Linked DNA regions of Pan troglodytes: region 1 is linked to region 2. A link is a contact called in public capture Hi-C data. All regions are on one chromosome and are shown on one strand. Each heading gives the region's core, a stretch centred on a gene start, on an enhancer-like site or on the middle of the called end of the contact. The rest is flanking DNA. Distances are from core to core; before and after follow the strand shown. Region 1 has its middle 400 kb from the start of MN1. Region 2 has its middle 140 kb from the start of CRYBB1.

Region 1 (5,068 bases), core at 579-3,078, 650 kb before region 2:
TGTGGATCAGATACGCACCCTCAGGGGAAGTCAGCAGAAAGGAAGCCCCAAGATGGCCAGCAAGATCCAGTCAATCTATGCCATTTTCCTGACACCCCCAGCTCTTGACATAGAGTCTAGATGCCGTGGTTCTGCACGAAGTGTTTGCTGAATGGCTAAGTGAAAGTCTGTGCAGGCCTGGAGGGATGTATGTGTGTGTGTGTGTGTGTGTGTGTGCTCACGAGTCTATGTAGGTCAGTATGGGAGCACACAGGTGTGAGGCATAGACTTCCATACTGGGTATGATGTAGTTACGAATAGGCCAGGCAACAGCTGTGTGCGCTCTGGTGAACTCAAATTCTCTCGTGAGTCTGCATGTGCTTGTGTAAATCCATGCAACCTTTTCATGAGACCACTTAGGTGTGTGCTGGGTGGGTGTCACCCAGAAGGTCAGGGGAAAATGTGCAGCGATCGGGCTAAGGCCTCTAGGGCACACAGATCTGGGGTGGACTGCTAGCTCTGCCACAGGCATGCTGTGTGACCTGAACCTGGTGGCCTTCCTTCCCAGAGCCCCTACTTTCTGTAACATGCACACAATTTCCACACCTCCCTTGTAGAGATGTAGAGGCGTCCCCAAGACAGTATATGTCAAATACTTTACCCAGTGCTTGGCACGCTGTAGGTTCTCAATTAATATATTTTTAAAAACTTCTTGTGTACCACTGGAGTTGGGGGCTGGGCTCCTGAGGACTCCAGGTTCGAGGCTAAATTTGCGGGTCTGCCACCTTCATGTAACAAATATTAATTGGGAACCTAAACTAAGGCCAGGAACACCTGGCAGCACCGCTAGGTATTGTGTCGGGGGCAGTGGCTCTCACAGTCTCATGGAGGAGTCAGGCACAAAGGAAGTTATTGCATTGATAATAATTCCAGCTACCTAACAGGGTATTTCATGGAGGGATAAGGTCAGAGATGACAGGAAGGGGGTCCCTGTGGAAATGGTACTTGGCCTGGAGTCTGAAGGATGAGTTAGCTGTAAGGAAGTGAAGAGAAAGAAGGAAAAACATTGCAGCCAGTGGGGACAGCATGTACAAAGGCCCTGTGGTTTGCAGAAGTGTGGTGAGGGGGAGCCCTGAGGGGAGGAAGTTCCATTGTGGGTGGAGGCTGGGGAGGAAGAGAGTGTGGGTTAGAGGGGCTGGTAGGGGTTGGTCTTTGTGGCTATGGGGGAGAGGGAGAGTTTGGCCTCCATCCTAGGATTCCAAAAGCCATGGAAAGTTTAAAGAAGGATGTGACAGGCTCAGATCTGGGTTTTTGAAAACTGCCTCTGGCTACCCCAAACCTGGAGTGGACAGCAGTCTTAGGTTGGGAGAGACATGTAGCTGATCCTTCCATGTTAACCTGTCCTGCCAGGGTGACCCCAGGGGAAGGATGTGGCCAGCACAGCCTGTCGGGAGGCAGGGAGCCCAGGTCCCCCTTCGCCTCCAAGCTGGTGGGCTCATTTACATGATTCCTGCTTAATTCTCCCAGGGTATGCAAATGTATGCAAACCACAATCCAGGAGAGGCAAAAATAGCAGGGCGCATTAGCATCCCCCACAGGAATATTGTTTTATGCAAACGATGTGCTTGGAGCCTGCTGAGCAGGCGGAAATGAAAGATGCCTTCCTGGGGGCTCCGGCGAGTCCACCCGCCTGACCTTTGCCCTCCAGGACCCTGGCCAGGCCCCTGCTGGGAGGGAAAAGCTCTGGGGTATGGAGGCAGGTGGTGGGTGGAAGACCCTGGCTGCCCAGTGGACAGGGGCCAGGTCAGGGTCCACGGGGTGGGAGGACCCCTGATCCCGCCGCTACCCTCGTCGTGCCCTGGCCTCCACCCTCTGACTGTCTGGTCTTCCTCCCTCCTCTATTCCCCTTCCTCTGCCCTCTGTATGTTGTCACCTTCCTCTTTGCTTCTCTCTCTCTGATCATTTTTTCTCTTCTCAGCCTCCTCCGGCCTTTCCTTCTCTGCTGAGTCTCTGCCTGACCTCCTGGTCTGCTACCCCAGAATTTGCTCTCGTGCCCCTTGGTCCTTGTCTCACCCCAGGTCTCCATCTTCTGCCCCTCCTCGCATCTCTCCCTGTCTCTGTGGCACCCCGCCGCTTTGTCCCTGTCTGTCTCTGCGATTTCCTGGCTCCCAGTCTCTGTCTCTCTCTCAGTCTGTATCCCCGTCATCTGTCTGTCTGTCTCCATCTCAATATGCACCTCTCTTCACTCCCTTCTTTCTGGCTCTGTCGCTCCCTCTCTGTTTTGTTCGGTTTTGATTTAATTTGTTTTTCTGGCTCTCTCTCTTGTTCTCTTCCTGTCATTGTCTCTACGCTGCGTCTCCGTCTATTTCATGATCTCTCTGTCACTTTTGCTCTGTATCCCCCACCCCACGTCTCCCTCCTCGCCTCTCCTCTGCTTCTTCTTCCTTAAGAGACCTGGAGACCATCCCAGGACTCACAGCAGCAACCCTTGCTCACATCTGGAGCAGGGGCTATTGGGCGATGTGGGGAGATGCAGGGACGCCTTCATGCCCCCAAATTCCAGTGGTCACCCAGACCTCCGATGGCAGCCCACAGGAAGGAGCCTGGTCTAGACAGGCTGTGGGTTTTGAGAAGAGGCTGAGCCTTCCCTGATCCCTGGAGGCCTAGGTCTGGCTATGCTGGCCCAAGCTTGCCTGAGGCTGAGGCTGGAATGCGGGGGAGAGAGTAGATAGGAATTAGGCCTGGTTCCCTCTGGGCAGGGACATGTCCTGGCAGCAGATACTTCCTGGCTGTGTGATCTCTGCAAATGGTTTCATCTTTCTGAGCCTCAGTTTCCATCTCTGTAAAATGGGTCAGTACTGGTGTCCAAGTCTTGGATTTGTTGTGGGACTGGCCTGACTCATTGCCATTGTTTACATGTGTTGCACTTACTCAATATTAACCACTACTGTCATGATTGTCATTGCTCCCATATTTCCACTTAAGCTCTTGGTGCCTCAGTTTCCTCATCTGGAATATGGAAAGACTATCTCCTGCCTTTGGGTTGTTGTGGAAACTGGATGATACAGTTGCAAACTTGGCACATAGTAGGTGTTCAATAAACTACCTTTTAAAGTCTTCTTAGACTAGCTGCATGACTTTGGTAAAGGCATGGCTGCCCCTTTCTGGGCCTCAGTTTCCCCACCTGGAAGGAGGTCAGCCCAGAGCACCCTCTGAGGTCTCCTGGCCAAGCTGCACTGGACTGGGGCTCCTCGGGTGGCCGCCAGTCGGTGGTGACTCCACAGTGCCACCAAGTGGCCACCCATGTCACCATAGGGCAAACTTGGGGGCTGGGGCTGGGGTCCGACCTGTGTCTAACCTCCCTATCCCTGCTGCAACCCCAGGCCCATTACACAGATATAACAAGGGCCCAGAGGGGAAGAGCTATGCCCAAGGGCATGCGGCCATGAGTAGAGAGGAAAGCCTAGATTTCTGGGGCTGGATCTCGCTTAGACTTGCTGGGTGACGTTGGGGCAGTGCATTCCCCTCTCTGAGCCATGCTATCCTCACCACATCAGACTGGCCTGGAGGCTTCCTCCAGCAGCCACATCCTCCATCCCTGTGGCTGGTCCAAGGCTACATCACTTCGGTAGTTCACAGTTTTATTAAGTGCCTACTCTGCGCTGAATAGAGGATAAATAATACCAACAATGACAATGACAGTGATAATAATAATGGTAATTATTCACCAGCAATGAAAATGTTCTATGGGTCAGGCCATGTGCTCGGCATTTGCTCAGTGCCAGCTCATTTAATTAACACGAGGTGGAACTTTCTAAGCACTTTACAGCAATTAACTCATTTAATCCTCACAACACAGTGAGGCTCAGAGAGGAAGGAGAATGCATGTTTTTGCCATTAAATTATTTCACTATATATTTAATGAGCACCTAGTATGTGCTAAGCCCTGTGCTCAGCCCTGGGGGTCCAATGGTGAAGGGCATAGAGATAGTCATGGATCACATGAGCTCACTGTTTAGTGGGGAGAAATACAGTAAACAAACAAACAAAAAATGCCCCGGAATGCAAACTTAGGAAGCATTACAAGAGATTGGAAGGGAATGAAGAGGGAACAGTGAGAGGGAAGAGGGAGGGAGGCAGGTAATCAGGGAATGACAGCCTGAAGGAGGAGGTATTAAAGCTGAGGCCTAAGGGAGGATTGGGAGCCTGCAAACTGTGGAGGTGGAAGGACCAGCCTGCACAAAGGTCCTGTTGTAGGAGGAGGCTTGCCCCATCAAGAAACGGAGAAGAAGCTATGGCAGCCCTCCAACCCAGGAACCCCTCTGCAGCCCCAGATTCCGGTGAAGTTTATATCAGGGGTTCTCAGCCTCTGAGAAAATTACCAGGGAGCTTAAAAAAAAAAAAAAAAAAAAAGCCAGGCACAGTGGCTCACGCCTGCGATTCCAGGACTTTGGGAGGCCAAGGAGGGCGGATTGTTTGAGCTCAGGAGTTCAAGACCAGCCTGGCCAACGTGGTGAAAACTCTGTCTCTACTAAAAAACATACAAAAATTAGCCTGGTGTGGTGGCATGCACCTGCAGTCTCAGCTACCCGGGAGGCTGAGGCATGAGAATCACTTGACTCCAAGGCTGTGGTTTTGATAAACTTTCAATGGCTTAGCATTGTGTAGGGGAGGAGGGTTTTTTTGAATATAATATTTATCAGTAATTTTCCCCTTTGTGGCCCAGCCCTACCCTGGGGGTCATGTGAGCCAGGATGACTCTCTATGCAGAGTCCTGACTTACTATCTTATAGACCCCATGTAACAGTTGTGCTAGTGAGTTAACCACAGGTGCCATCTGGGGTAATCTTTGCACCATAATGACCCCCGTAGAGCCTCAGAATGCACACCCCCCCCAAAAAAAGAGTGACCCAAATAAGGCAGCCTTAGGAAGGCTCCACTGAGCTGTGCCCAGAAAAGTGTCCCTCTGGCCATTGCTGGCCCATCCATGGGAACCTTGATTAGAGAGACTGAGGCCACATCTGCATGGGAATCGATTAGAGAGACTGAGGCCACATCTGGGCTGAGTGAGAGTGCTCTGGGATGAATT
Region 2 (5,184 bases), core at 2,458-4,957:
CCACAGGGTCTCTGCATGGAGCCACAGACAACATAAGCCCCGTCTGGGAACTCTGTGCACAGCCCTGGTTGCTTGGGTTCTCTGCATGACAACATCAGCCTCCATCTGGGGAGGTGACAGGGGGCTGAACTTCAAATTTCCACCTTCAACTCTAAAGAGACGACGTCGATTCATTCCCCCCGACCCCAGCAGGCATTAACTGAGCACCTGCTAGGAGCCAGCCCCTGCTAGGGGCCAGGGCCCGGGGAACACAAATACACAGAGAGAAGCAACAGTCAGGGAAACAAATTTCCGGAAGGATGCTGGAGAAGTAGGAGGCTACACCCATGAGAAATGGGTGATGTTCCCCTAGTGGAGTGTCTGTCTATCTGTCCGTCTGTCATCTGGAGGGGCAGGAGGGGCTAAGCCATTTCCCAGCCCCACCACCACCCAGCACAACCCAGGCTCTGGGACAGGAAGCCCCACCAGCCAGCAAGACCCATCTCTCCACAGCCGGGCTTCAGCAGAGCCATGACCCGAGGTCTTCTCATCTCCAGCAGCTCTGCATTCGGTAACTGCCCTGCCACCTGCTGCCTTCTGGGTTAGAATCAGTTTTCTCCACCTCCGTCCACCAGTGGACAGCGCCCTCAGCTTCCTGACACCCTGAACATTCCAGCTCTGAGGCCCATGCCTGATGGGGGAACGGTCTGACCACCACCCCACCCACTGCCTCTGCCATCCCAATGTGAACCTATGTTGCAGAGCTCTTGTCTCAGTTATTAATAACCATAGTAATAGTCTTTATTTCAAAGCACTCACTAAGGGTCAAGTCCATACTAAGCTGGTACCCGGCTCAATTATTTTATCCTCAGAGCCACCTTGGAGGCAGGAACAATAAGTATCTCCACTGGAAAGATGAAGAGACTGAAGTTCAGAGAGTAAGTGGTGGGTAGCCAGATTTCAGCCCAGGCCTGCATGGCTCCAAAGCCCCCTGCCCCACCGAGGGGCAGAGCAGGTGCACTGCAGACAGGGACTTTCCTGAGGCCCTGATCGCAATGGGGAGAAGACCCACTTTCCCCAGCATGTCCCAGAATGATGCCTGAAGATCCTCAGGCCCAGAGGCCAGGAGCTCTTTTTTGCATTGCTTTTCAAGGGGGAGGTGTATGGCCTTGGTCAAGTGGCTTCACCTGTCTGAGCCTCAGTTGCGTCACCAGTACCAAGGAAGGTGATAACACCTCCTTTCCAGGTGCCTTTTCCTAGCTGGGATCTTCACTCATCTCTGAACCCCCTCACAGAATCCACATCAGATAAAGTGGCTGTGGGAGCCAGGAGAGACCCAGCAGAGACGATGGGTCCACCTGAGTCACTGCCTCCCTCTGCCTGAAAGCCCAGTGATCCCTTCTGCTTCACTCTGAGGCCCTTGCAGTTTTCAGCAGGACAAAGAAAAACTGTGCTTTGAGTTAAGACACTTGAAAAAAAGTTCATTTGCACAGGGAGTCTCAGGGACTCCTAGCCACGCATCCCAATACCTGCATCCCAAGGGTAGGAACACAACTGTAAGTTCTGGGTTCAGAGCCTCACACCATGCTGGGGAGAGCGGAGAGCTGGGGCCTCTTCTCAGGGACCTCACAGGCCTTTGTCATCACAGCTGTGTTTATCAAGCATCTGCCATGTGTTCGGACCCCCTCGTTTAATCTCACAGCCACCTCAAGGGTAGGTGCGATTATCTCCATTGTACAGATGAAAAAACTGAGTCTCAGTGGCAGTGAACCAAGGAAAGCAATAGCCCAACCAGGATTGGAACCCAGATTGTTTATTCCAGGGTCATTGTTCTTCCCCACAGCTCCATGCCCGACCAGCCTGAGACAACCACCAAGTCCTGACCAGCTCCTTCCACAATCCCTATGGGGGAGCAAATACCTGTCACTTCAGTGGAGTAAAAAGAGGACCAATTTTAGAGTCCCACAGAGCTTAGTTCTGAAAGACAACACCAGCAACACAAGCACCAAAAGAGAAACACGGGTGCGTTGGACTTCCACCAAAACTTAAAACTTTTGTGCTGCAAACAAAACCATATAGTAAAAAGACCCTCCATAGAACGGGAGAAAATATTCCCAATTCTTATATCAGATAACGGATTTGTATCCAGAATATATAAAGAATGCTTACAATTCAACAATCAAAAGACAACCCAACTTTTTTTTCTTGATACGGAATCTCACTCTGTCGCCCAGGCTGGAGTGCAATGGCGCAATCCTGGCTTACTGCAACCTCCACCTCCAGGGCTCATGTGATTCTCCTGCCTCAGCCTCCCAAGTAGCTAGGATTACAGGCATGTCCCACCGTTCCCAGCTAATTTTTGTATTTTTAGTAGAGATGGGGTTTCACCGTGTTGCCTAGGCTGGTCTTGAACTCCTGACCTCAGGTGATCCGCCCACCTTGGCCTCCCAAAGTGCTGGGATTACAGGCGTGAGCCACTGTGCCTGGCCAATCAACCCATTTTTTAAAAAATGAGCAAAGGATATGAATAAGTATTTCTCTCCAAAGAAGATGTACGAATGGCCAGTAAGCAAATTAAAAGATGTCTGACATCCTTGGTCATCAGGGAAGTGCAACTCGAAACCACGATGAGATACACTTCCTACCCCCTAGGGTGGCTAGAATCAAAAAGGCAGATAGTAGCAAATGTTGGCAAGCATGCAGAGAAACCCAAATCCTCATACACTGCTGGTGGGAATGTAAAATGGTACAGCCACTCTGAAAACAGTCTGGCAGATATTTGAGCAGTTAAATACCATGTTACCATACGATCTGGCAATTTCACTGCAAGGAAATTGAAAATATCTATCCACATAAAACCTTTTCACAGCATTATTCATAGTAGCCAAAAAGTGGAAACAATGAGCAAATGAATCAATAAAATGTGGTATATCCATACAATGGAATATTATTCTGCAATAAAAAGGAATGAAGTACTAATGCACATTGCAACATGGGTGAACCTTGAACTTATACTAAGTGAAATAGGCCAGGCGCAGAAGGCCACATGTTACATGATTTCGTTTGTATGAAATGTCGAGAATCTACACAGATAGAGAGTAGATTAATGATTGACAAGGGCTGGAGGGATTGCTAACAGATAGATTTCTTTGGGAGAATTTACTAAAATGCTGTAAAACTGAATTGTGGTGATGGTTGCAGAACTATGTGAACATACAAAAAAAAAATTGAAATGTATACTTTACATGTGTGAATTCTATGGTATGAGAAGTCTAGTCTCAACAAAGCTGTAAGAAAAAAAAATTCCAACTCTATCAAACCCCAGAGCTGTGTGTTCTCAGAATAAAGGTTTCCCAGCTCCAAGTCTCAGTTTCCTCCTCTGCAGGATGGGCTAATAAGCCACATCGCCTTGCGTGAAAATCAAGGAGACAGCACAGCTGGGGCCCAGCACGTAGTAGGCCTCACTCCGCACGAGGTTCCTTCCGCAGAGGGGAAGGGAATGGGGGTTACCCAAGTAGGGCGCACGGCCAAGGCCATGGCTGGTCCTGGACGGCCAGACGGACTGGACGGAGGAGGAGGCTCACCGCCCATGACATGATGTAGATGGATGGCTCGGGCCATCCGTCAGGCTGGGAGCGGGTGGCCGGGGAGGAGGCCGTGAGGGAGCCCATTACCGTACACGTGTTAACAGCGCATCCTTTGTACAGACAGCCGCGCGGGCGCGGGCCAGGGCCGCTCCCCACATTGTCTGGGCGCCGCGGCCGCGCGGTGATGAATGGGCCGCGCGCGCCCGGCCGCCCCCGCCGCCAGGGTACCACGGGCCGAGGGCGACACCTCGTGGCTGTTTACAGAACTGCGGGCTACCAGGCGGGCACAGAGGGCGCAGGTGGGCCCCCCGCGACTTGCCTTTAGTGGGAAGCTCAAGATACTCTGTGTAGAACACTTAGCACAGAGCCTGGTGCGTCGTAGGCCCTCAAGAAATCCAGATCATAATTACAACCACCTTTATTTTCAAGGAAAAAAAAAAACAGGCTAAATGAGGTTCAGAAACGGGGTGAGGGCCAGGCGCGGTGGCTCGCGCCTTGTAATCTCAACAATTTGGGAGGCCAAGGAGGACGAATCACACCTGAGGTCAGGAGTTCGAGACCAGCCTGGCCAGCATGGTGAAATCTCATCTCTACTAAAATACAAAAATTAGCTGGGCTTGGTGGCGGGCGCCTGCAATCCCAGCTACTTGGGAGGCTGAGACAGGAGAATCGCTTGAACCCGGGAGGCGGAGGTTCCAGTGAGCCGAGATTATGCCACTGCACTCTAGCCTGGGTAACACAGCCAGACTTCATCTTAAAGAAAAAAAGAAAGAAAGGAAGGAAACGAAACGAAATGGGGTGAGGTTACCAAAAACTGGGTAGCAAATAATTTTTTAGTATATCAAAGATCTCTAGGGGATAGATGTATCTTTTTTAAAAAAATCACTCGTTATTCATCTGAAATTCACTTTTAACTGGGAATGCTGTGTTTTTGCGCTTGTGTTTGCAAACCTGGCAACCCGATAACTGGGTGCCTTTGGACACAGCATTCCACCTCTCTGCTTCTGTAAAATAAGAGAAGCAAGACTCTATCCCTACACGTTTACAACAATAACTACAGGACTGTTGTGCAGATTAAGTGAGAGGATATAGGTAGTGAATATAAAGCCGGTCAGGGTTAAAGTTGCCATGTCCCTGATCACACCCTATTTGCAGAGTTTAGGAAAGAAAAGGAGTCCAACAGCCACTAAGTTTAATGTGACTCCAGGCCTTTGTATGCTCTGTGTCCTGCTCCTGGATGACCCTCCCCTCTCTAATGACTCCTGAAGGTTCTCTCTGACGCTCTTCTTCCCAAATCGTAATCCCAACACACATTTCCTTGGAGCTCTCATCTATTCCATCTCAGACCCCTGCCTCTACCTGTCTTCTACCTGCAGGGAGAGGCAGCGTATTAGTCCTCCTTACCTGGCCTGCCTGGCACATACGAGACATTCAACTAACATTTGTGGAATGGGTGAATGTAGACATGGCTCAAGGCTCAGAGAAGAATACCTTATATCATGTGGTGTGGCAAAGCCAGAAGGTAAGACCATGAGGGTGGGCTCTGCCCTGTTCCCCTGCTATAGCCCTGGCATCTAGTAGGCACCTAACAAAATTGGTTTAGTTTAATGCAAACTGC

Evidence for each region. Capture Hi-C pulls out chosen DNA fragments and counts their contacts.
Region 1: a capture Hi-C map of stem cell-derived neural stem cells shows a contact between it and region 2, with 4 times the contacts expected there. The contact joins two enhancer-like sites. A contact is called at or near these places in 1 of 7 Hi-C or Micro-C datasets (stem cell-derived neural progenitor cells) and 1 of 1 other capture datasets (stem cell-derived neural stem cells).

The regions. Positions count from the first base shown.
Region 1 is chr23:29,563,406-29,568,473 of NHGRI_mPanTro3-v2.0_pri, reverse strand. No RefSeq gene overlaps it. Among named protein-coding and RNA genes, the nearest start is that of MN1, 400 kb to the left of the region's middle. Within about 2 kb of position 1,828, at least 5 of the 24 cell types and tissues checked have an H3K27ac peak or open chromatin away from gene starts, as enhancers often do. A contact at or near this core is called in stem cell-derived neural stem cells, where this site is marked.
Region 2 is chr23:28,919,329-28,924,512 of NHGRI_mPanTro3-v2.0_pri, reverse strand. No RefSeq gene overlaps it. Among named protein-coding and RNA genes, the nearest start is that of CRYBB1, 140 kb to the right of the region's middle. Within about 2 kb of position 3,707, at least 11 of the 24 cell types and tissues checked have an H3K27ac peak or open chromatin away from gene starts, as enhancers often do. A contact at or near this core is called in stem cell-derived neural stem cells, where this site is marked.